Regions from separate parts of the Rattus norvegicus genome. Here region 1 is linked to region 2. A link is a contact called in public Hi-C data. All regions are on one chromosome and are shown on one strand. The core of a region is the stretch at or near the end of the contact, and the rest is flanking DNA. Distances in the headings are between cores, read along the strand shown.

Evidence for each region. A called contact is a pair of places that touch in the nucleus more often than the background predicts.
Region 1: a contact with region 2 is called in a Hi-C map of liver, with 7 times the contacts expected there. The contact joins two enhancer-like sites. A contact is called at or near these places in 10 of 12 Hi-C or Micro-C datasets (the A7r5 cell line, Schwann cells, frontal cortex and 5 more) and 1 of 1 datasets of contacts at active chromatin or transcription factors (oligodendrocytes).

What each region holds. Positions count from the first base shown.
Region 1 is chr3:81,098,201-81,101,734 of GRCr8, reverse strand. No RefSeq gene overlaps it. Among named protein-coding and RNA genes, the nearest start is that of Agps, 55 kb to the left of the region's middle. Within about 2 kb of position 1,749, at least 10 of the 93 cell types and tissues checked have an H3K27ac peak or open chromatin away from gene starts, as enhancers often do. A contact at or near this core is called in liver, where this site is marked.
Region 2 is chr3:80,937,370-80,940,754 of GRCr8, reverse strand. No RefSeq gene overlaps it. Among named protein-coding and RNA genes, the nearest start is that of Hnrnpa3, 47 kb to the left of the region's middle. Within about 2 kb of position 1,789, at least 15 of the 93 cell types and tissues checked have an H3K27ac peak or open chromatin away from gene starts, as enhancers often do. A contact at or near this core is called in liver, where this site is marked.

The sequences.
Region 1 (3,534 bases), core at 500-2,999, 160 kb before region 2:
AAGAGGGGAGGAGCAGGGGGAGGGGGAGGGGAGGGAAAGGAGGAATAGGAGGGGAAGAGGAGGAGGAGGGGGAGGAAGAGGAGGAAGGGGATGAAGATCCATAGCTATTTAACAGAGAAGAGTGGGTGTAGTTCAGTGACAGAGGGCTTGCCTAGCATGCACAAAACACTTGATTCAATCCCTAGCACCATCAAGGAACAATAAATATAACAGATTAATTGGCTTCCAATTTTGGTTCCTGGCAGACAACTCCAAAGCCCATGAAGGCCCCAGAGTGCTGAATGTCTTCTACTAATGAAACCACTGGGTGCCGGAGGCCCCTAACCAGCTTCAGGATAGAAACCGATCACCAAAATCCAGCCGCACCCTAGCTTTCTCGTTGTTGGAACCAAAATAACTTAAGGAAGGAAGGGTTTACTTTGTGGTCATTTTGAGGACATTCGGTCCGTCACAGCCCACAAGGCAGGCCAGCAAGAGAGTGAGATGGATAGTCACATTGCATGGTCACATTGTATGGGTCAGCCCCTTCTGAAGCAAAGCAAGATGCATACTGGTACTCTGCTTGCTTCTTCTGTTTTCTCTTTTTATTCAGGCTGGGACAGGGGATGATGTCATGGACTTGAGACTGGGTCTTCCTCTTTGGAAAAGCCTTCACAGACCTGTGCACAGGTGAGTCTCTAGCTGCAGTCAATGATAATGAAAACCCAAGTCACCAACCCCCAGCCTCTAGTAAAGGAGGGAAGTGGAAGATTGGATTGGTTGCCAATGATCAGTGATGTACTCGATCGTGTTTATGTATGTAATACCACCTCCATAAAAGCCCACAGGACAGAACTTGGGGGTCGGTCTCCACATGGCTGAACATGTGGGTTCCCAGAGGGTGGCTTACTCTCCCACCCCCACCCCTGCCGCTCCCCCACACCCCAGCTTTTGCATCCATCTGGCTGATCATCTGCATCCTTTGTAATGAGTGGAAGTAAATGGAAGGTTTTCCTATTGTCTGGGTTGCTCTAGCAAACTAACGGATACTGGGGAGGAGCCATGGGAACCCCGGATCCGGGATAGTCAGTCAGGATCCTAGGCAACAACCTGCTATCTGCAATTGGTCTGAAATGGAGGACTCCTGTGGGACACTCCGGAATTTGTCAGTTCTGACGCTGCCTCCAGTAAACAACGTTAGAACTAAGCTAAATTGTAAGACGCAACGCTGTACCCCTGGAGAACGATTGTTGGAAAAAGAAATCCCCATACATTTTAGTGACCAGTATGTCACATTGGTTGAGTTTATAAAGAAGAGAAAAAAAAAATCACCCTATCACTTCCCACCCACACACCCACCCCAAGAAAAGGGCAGGCCCACTGACTCTGTCCGAAATTCAGTCTAGGTCCAGCTCACCCTGAACTATAGGAGGATTTCTGGCGGTTAGATAAAAGTCAGCATTCCTCAGGAACTTGTGGAACTGGTTCCCCTCTACCAAAAGGAATCATTTCCCTTACCTCTGGCAGAAGGGACACATGGTTCTATTGACTTGGACCTGTGGCTGTGTATCAAAACCCACGCCAGGCTCCCTCAGTCCCTATTCACAAGTACTTTCAGTACAGAAAAAAAAAAAAAGCTCCTATCCTGGACTTTCTCAACTTAGATGATACTCTCTATATAACCCCTGTCCCCCATGCCCCAGGTCCTGCTATTCTCCCCACCCCCTCTGGCTCCTCCCCTCTGCCCCTCTGGCTCCTCCCCTCTGCCCCCTCTGGCTCCTCCCCTCTGGCTCCCTCCTGCCCCTCCTCCCCTCTGGCTCCTCCTCCCTCACTCTCTCTATGGCTCTGCTTTCTCACTAACCCTCTCCCTTTCACTATTCTCTCTTCGCTCGCTATTCACCTTCCTCTCGAAGACAGCCCTAACCATGTCCAATCTGCTTCTCTTTCTCTCTGCTCTGGACTCTTCCAAATGCTTCTGGATACTTTCTCTCTCTTACGCATAATAAATACCTTCCCCTTAACCAAACCGTGGAACTGTCGTGTCAGCTTCTTACACACACACACACACACACACACACACACACACACACACACACACATGCTTCATCCAAAACAGTTCCTCATGGATCCCATCTCATCACCGAGTCCCATGACACCTCTAATTCTTCACTTTCTAGCCAGAAAAATCTCAGTCTCCCCACAAAAACCGTGCTTCCTCTGCAGCCGCGATGAGTGCAGACAGGGCCAGCTCCTCTCTATACACACTGCCATGACATTGTTTCTCAGTCCTTTACCCTCTGAGACCCACTCCACAGAGTCATTGTGCCTTGCATCCTGTGCCCGCTGTCAGCCACTACCTATCTGTTCCTTTTTATCACCATCCCGTCTCTAGGCTGCTCTTTCTCAATCCCTGTATCTTCAATTTTGCCTCTCTACCAGTTCCTTCCTTCCTTCCTAGACTAAAAAATGCCACATTCCTTCCGTCTGAGCCTTCTCTCCTCCCCTGGTCATTGGTGTTTGTGGATGATTCTCTATATTCACTGTTTCAACTTGCTCACCTCCTGCACACTCCCCAGAATTGTCTCCTTCAAGATAATCTGGGATCTACACACAGTTAAATTCGAAGGACTTTTTTCCTTTTGACCCATGGCAACTCTTGGCATAACAGGCTCTTGGATCTTTCTCTTACCTGAACATCTATAACTCCCCCTCTCCCTCTCCTTTTTCCTCTCTCTGTCTTCCTCTTTCCTCTCCCTCCTTTTCTCTCCCTCTCCCCCTCCTCCCTCCCTCTCATCTCTCCCTCTCCTCTCCCCTCTCCTCTCCTTCCACTCCCTTTCCTCTCTCCCCCTCTTCTCTCCCCATCCTCTCTCCCCTCTTCCCTCCTCCTCCTCCCTTCCTCTCCTCTTCCCTCCCCATCCTCTCTCCCCTCTTCCCTCCTCCTCCTCCCTTCCTCTCCTCTTCCCTCCCCCCTCTCTCCCTCCTCTCTTCCTACCCTCTTCCCTTCCCACTCTCTCTCCCTCCTCTCTTTCTCTCCTCTCCCTCTCTCTCCTCTCGCCTCCCCATCTCTCTCTTCCTCCTCCCCGTCCTCCTTCCCCCCCCCTTCTCTCTCCTCACCACCAACCACACCCCACCCAAACCAGTTTTCAGGCTTCTTTTCAAACCATTTCCTGGCAGCTCCATGTTTGTAGTGAGTAGGAATCTCACAGATGCCAGACTCCACAAACACCTATGCAAAAACGAAATCTGCGCCAGAGGAAATGTGATTTCCAAATCTAGACTTTCAGCATCCTTCCTGGCAGATTTAATCTGTCTAGATTTAATCTAGACGCTCTCAAGTGGATTCTGTGATTTGTCTGTCAACTGAAGTTGCATGAATATTCTAGTTCAGAATTTAATTTCAGACCTTCCTTCTCCTGTTCTTGCCTGGTAGGGCTCCTTGGATGGCCGCCCAAGGGAATGAGGAAGCAGATGAAGCCCACGTGTGATTGACTGCGGTGTTTTGAGGGTAGGGAAGGAGGCCCTACTGTTAGTCTGAGCCGTTAATACTGTTTCCTC
Region 2 (3,385 bases), core at 540-3,039:
AAAAGGCTGAAGGTGGTGAAGGACTTTTCTTTCGACATTTCATTTGTAGACCTCTGTTGGTTATGGAGAGCAAGGACCATCCGAGCTGGGAAGTGCTTCTTGTAATATTTCTGGAAGGTAAGTCTAGCTTCGGAGGTTTGGGGCCGAGGGATTGCTGCAGCTTAACCTCGAAGCTTGGTCGATGTGTGTACTTTGGGAAATAATGTTTAAGTCTCACTGATGACAGCCATCTCATCGCTGAATAGATGGTCATGGTGCTGCTGTATAAGGTATTTTAAGCTCTTGCTGAAATCTGAATAGTTTGTATGGAAAATTCCTCCTTTCCACCGAATGTTCGTGGTCAAAATGTTGTCATTTCCCTTTTGTTTTTAATCTCTTAAACATTGATGTGTAAGGACAATGTTTTAAAGATTCTCTCTCTTTCTCTTTCTCTCTCTACACACACACAAACACACACACACACACACACACACACACCCCTTTTAAGATGGAAATCAAGCTTATATAATTGAATGAGTTTCAAATCATACCTGAAAGGAAGTATCATTGTAATTTTGGAGAGAGATAATTGATTTCAAGAAGACTGTATTAATAATACAGGATAACCGAAACAGAACGGAAGGATACTTTGACTGCCGTAAAGGATCGAGAATCTCAGCAAACGTAAAAGGTTTATGCTCTTTGACATTAGTTTTGGAGTGTGTCATACTTATTTATCTTTAAAACTGTTTAGTGGTTGCTTTAAAATATTTTGATGTCTACTATAATCCTTATATAATTCCCCATATGCTGCCAAGCAAATTTTACAAAATAGCATCCCATCATAATTTGAAATTTGCTCGTAAAGATTTTAAGATTTATCATTGCAGTGTTATTTCTTCTTTCTGAAATCGCGCAATCAGAAATTAACTGTACATTGCAAATGAACACATTTAAAAGGAAGCAAATGTATCTGAATATCTTCCCGATTTAAAAAAGAAAGCCTCTTTAGAGATCAGTCTGTGAGTTTGACATAATGATACCAGCAAATAACCAGTTCACTCAATTCCAATCCCTGCATGTGAGATGGTCTATAAAATTTTTATAAAAGAAATAAACATTTTTATTCAAGGCCCTGAATGTGACGACATAAAGAGAAACTTACAAATAAACAGACTTGCACGTTCTCCCTGACATTCGCGTTTGCAGGCATGAGGCCTACTAAAATGCAGACACACAGAGTTAAATATTTGCTTGGTTTCCAGATGCCATGACTGTGAAGCTGCACTGCCTTCCCCCGCGTTGGGAGCTGGGAGCCCTCCGCAGAGCATCCCTTTAGGAGGCATTGGTGCAGGATGAGGGGGCGCAGCTGCCAGCCAAGCGCTGCAGATGGTCCCCCTCATTAGCCTACCGCGCTCCACGCAGCCATCCGGAGGAGGCTCGGGATGGCACTTGGACAAGATGTTAAGCTAGCCTCCTGTTCAATGTCATTACGGTTTCTCCAAATCCTCTGCTCAGTGCGCCCTGCCAGGTTCAGGCCAGGAGAGGTGACAGCTCCAGGCCGATGTCCCCCATAGCCGACCCGGGAAACTTCCTAATTCTGGGCTAACCTGGACCACCCGCAAACGCAGCGTGGTTCCCTGCATGACATGCCTTGGCAACCCCGTTTCTCCTCTTCCTCGTCTGCCCACTGATTTATTAACCTTATGGGATTTTAATTCTGTTTTCTTTACCCTTTGTTTACGAACCAGCCTTGGAATCAGGGCATCCAGCCCGGGCAACCGGAAATGTTAGTTAAGTTTAGCAGTCGAGCAGCAGGGGGAGCTCATACTGTTTTACAGCCTGCAGTTTCTCAAGCTAGATTGGAATAATTCTGATAGTTGAGGTCTTACATTTAGAACATAGATGTTTATAGTCTGTGTATACGTGTGACAAAGATCGCAGAACACAGACAATCGCCATTCACTAAACGACAGTTTGAAGTCACAGAGGATCCATTTTTTTATTTAGGTATCAGAAGTTACCAGTGTGCTAGGAGGTCGGGGAGGTGTGGGTGACAGGGAAGAACTAGACAGCAAGACTTTCTCTCTTGTCTTTTAATACAGACAAAAAGAAAAAAAAAGAATCTTTATTGAAATCATCTTAAATTCTTATGCAATCTTGTAGCTGTCTGTCACCTCTAGTTACAGCTTAAAACGTGCTTCTTTCTTCTTTTTCTCTAGACTTCTATTTTATGTGTATGAATGGTGATTGTATGCATGTGCTCATGTCTGCTGTCCCAGGTCAGGTCCCTGAAACCGGAATTTCGGATGATCGTGAGCCATCACGTGGGTGTCAGGATCTGACCCTGGTCCTCTGCAAGAGCAGCAAGTGCTCTTGGTGGCTGCATCTCCAGCCTCGGCTCCCGCCCTGTCCAACAGAGAAGTGAAAATGGATTACTTGATGGCGTTTTTTGAGATGATGAAAGTGAGGAGAGGCTCTCCTGCAATCTGTATTCTAATATGCTGGAGCCCAGTTTTGAATTTTACAGTTGGTAACATTTAAAGCCTTTTATATTATGCCTGGAGCTTGATGAAGTTCACGGGTCAGTAGCTTTGTGCTACTGTAAGATAATTTAGGACTCTGGATTACTCTTTGCTTTGTAAACCATTTTGATGCCCACGGACATGCATTTTACATATGGTGGCTCATTTACGGCTCCCCTGGAGGGGCAGGAACTCCGGAGTGATGCTTAGGGTTTAAACTGAAGACTTGGGCACAGAGCAGACACTTTGCCGTGTGATCCATGATGACAGTAAGAACTGTTTGTAAATCTACACAATTTCTATGGAATGATTTTTGGGTTTCATTAGAAACAGCGTAAAGCTGAGCATCAGCTTTACGTTGACAAGGGTGTTGAATACTGGCTCTAAAGACACAATTAAAAGGTTAAGAGTAGGGCTGGAGAGATGGCTCAATGGTTAAGAGCACTGACTGCTCTTCCAGAGGTCCTGAGTTCAATTCCCAGCAACCACATGGTGGCTCACAACCATCTGTAATGGGATCTGATGCCCTCTTCTGGTGTCTGAAGACAGGTACAGTGTATTTATAGAATAAGTAAATAAATCTTAAAAAAAAAAAAAGAGCAAAAGCAAATCAAATGAAAATATAAGGGGACCCTAAATTAAACAGAAGATTTTTTTTTTTTGGTTCTTTTTTTCGGAGCTGGGGACTGAACCCAGGGCCTTGAGCTTCCTAGGCAAGCGCTCTACCACTGAGCTAAATCCCCAGCCCCAAAAGATATTTTAAAACTTTTTGTAACACTCACTATTAAAATATGTGAAGAATATAATTTATGTTAATTAATTGAGAGGTCACACGATGTCATTTTAAAGTACCAGAACATATTGGGGTGGGGAGAAAGCCT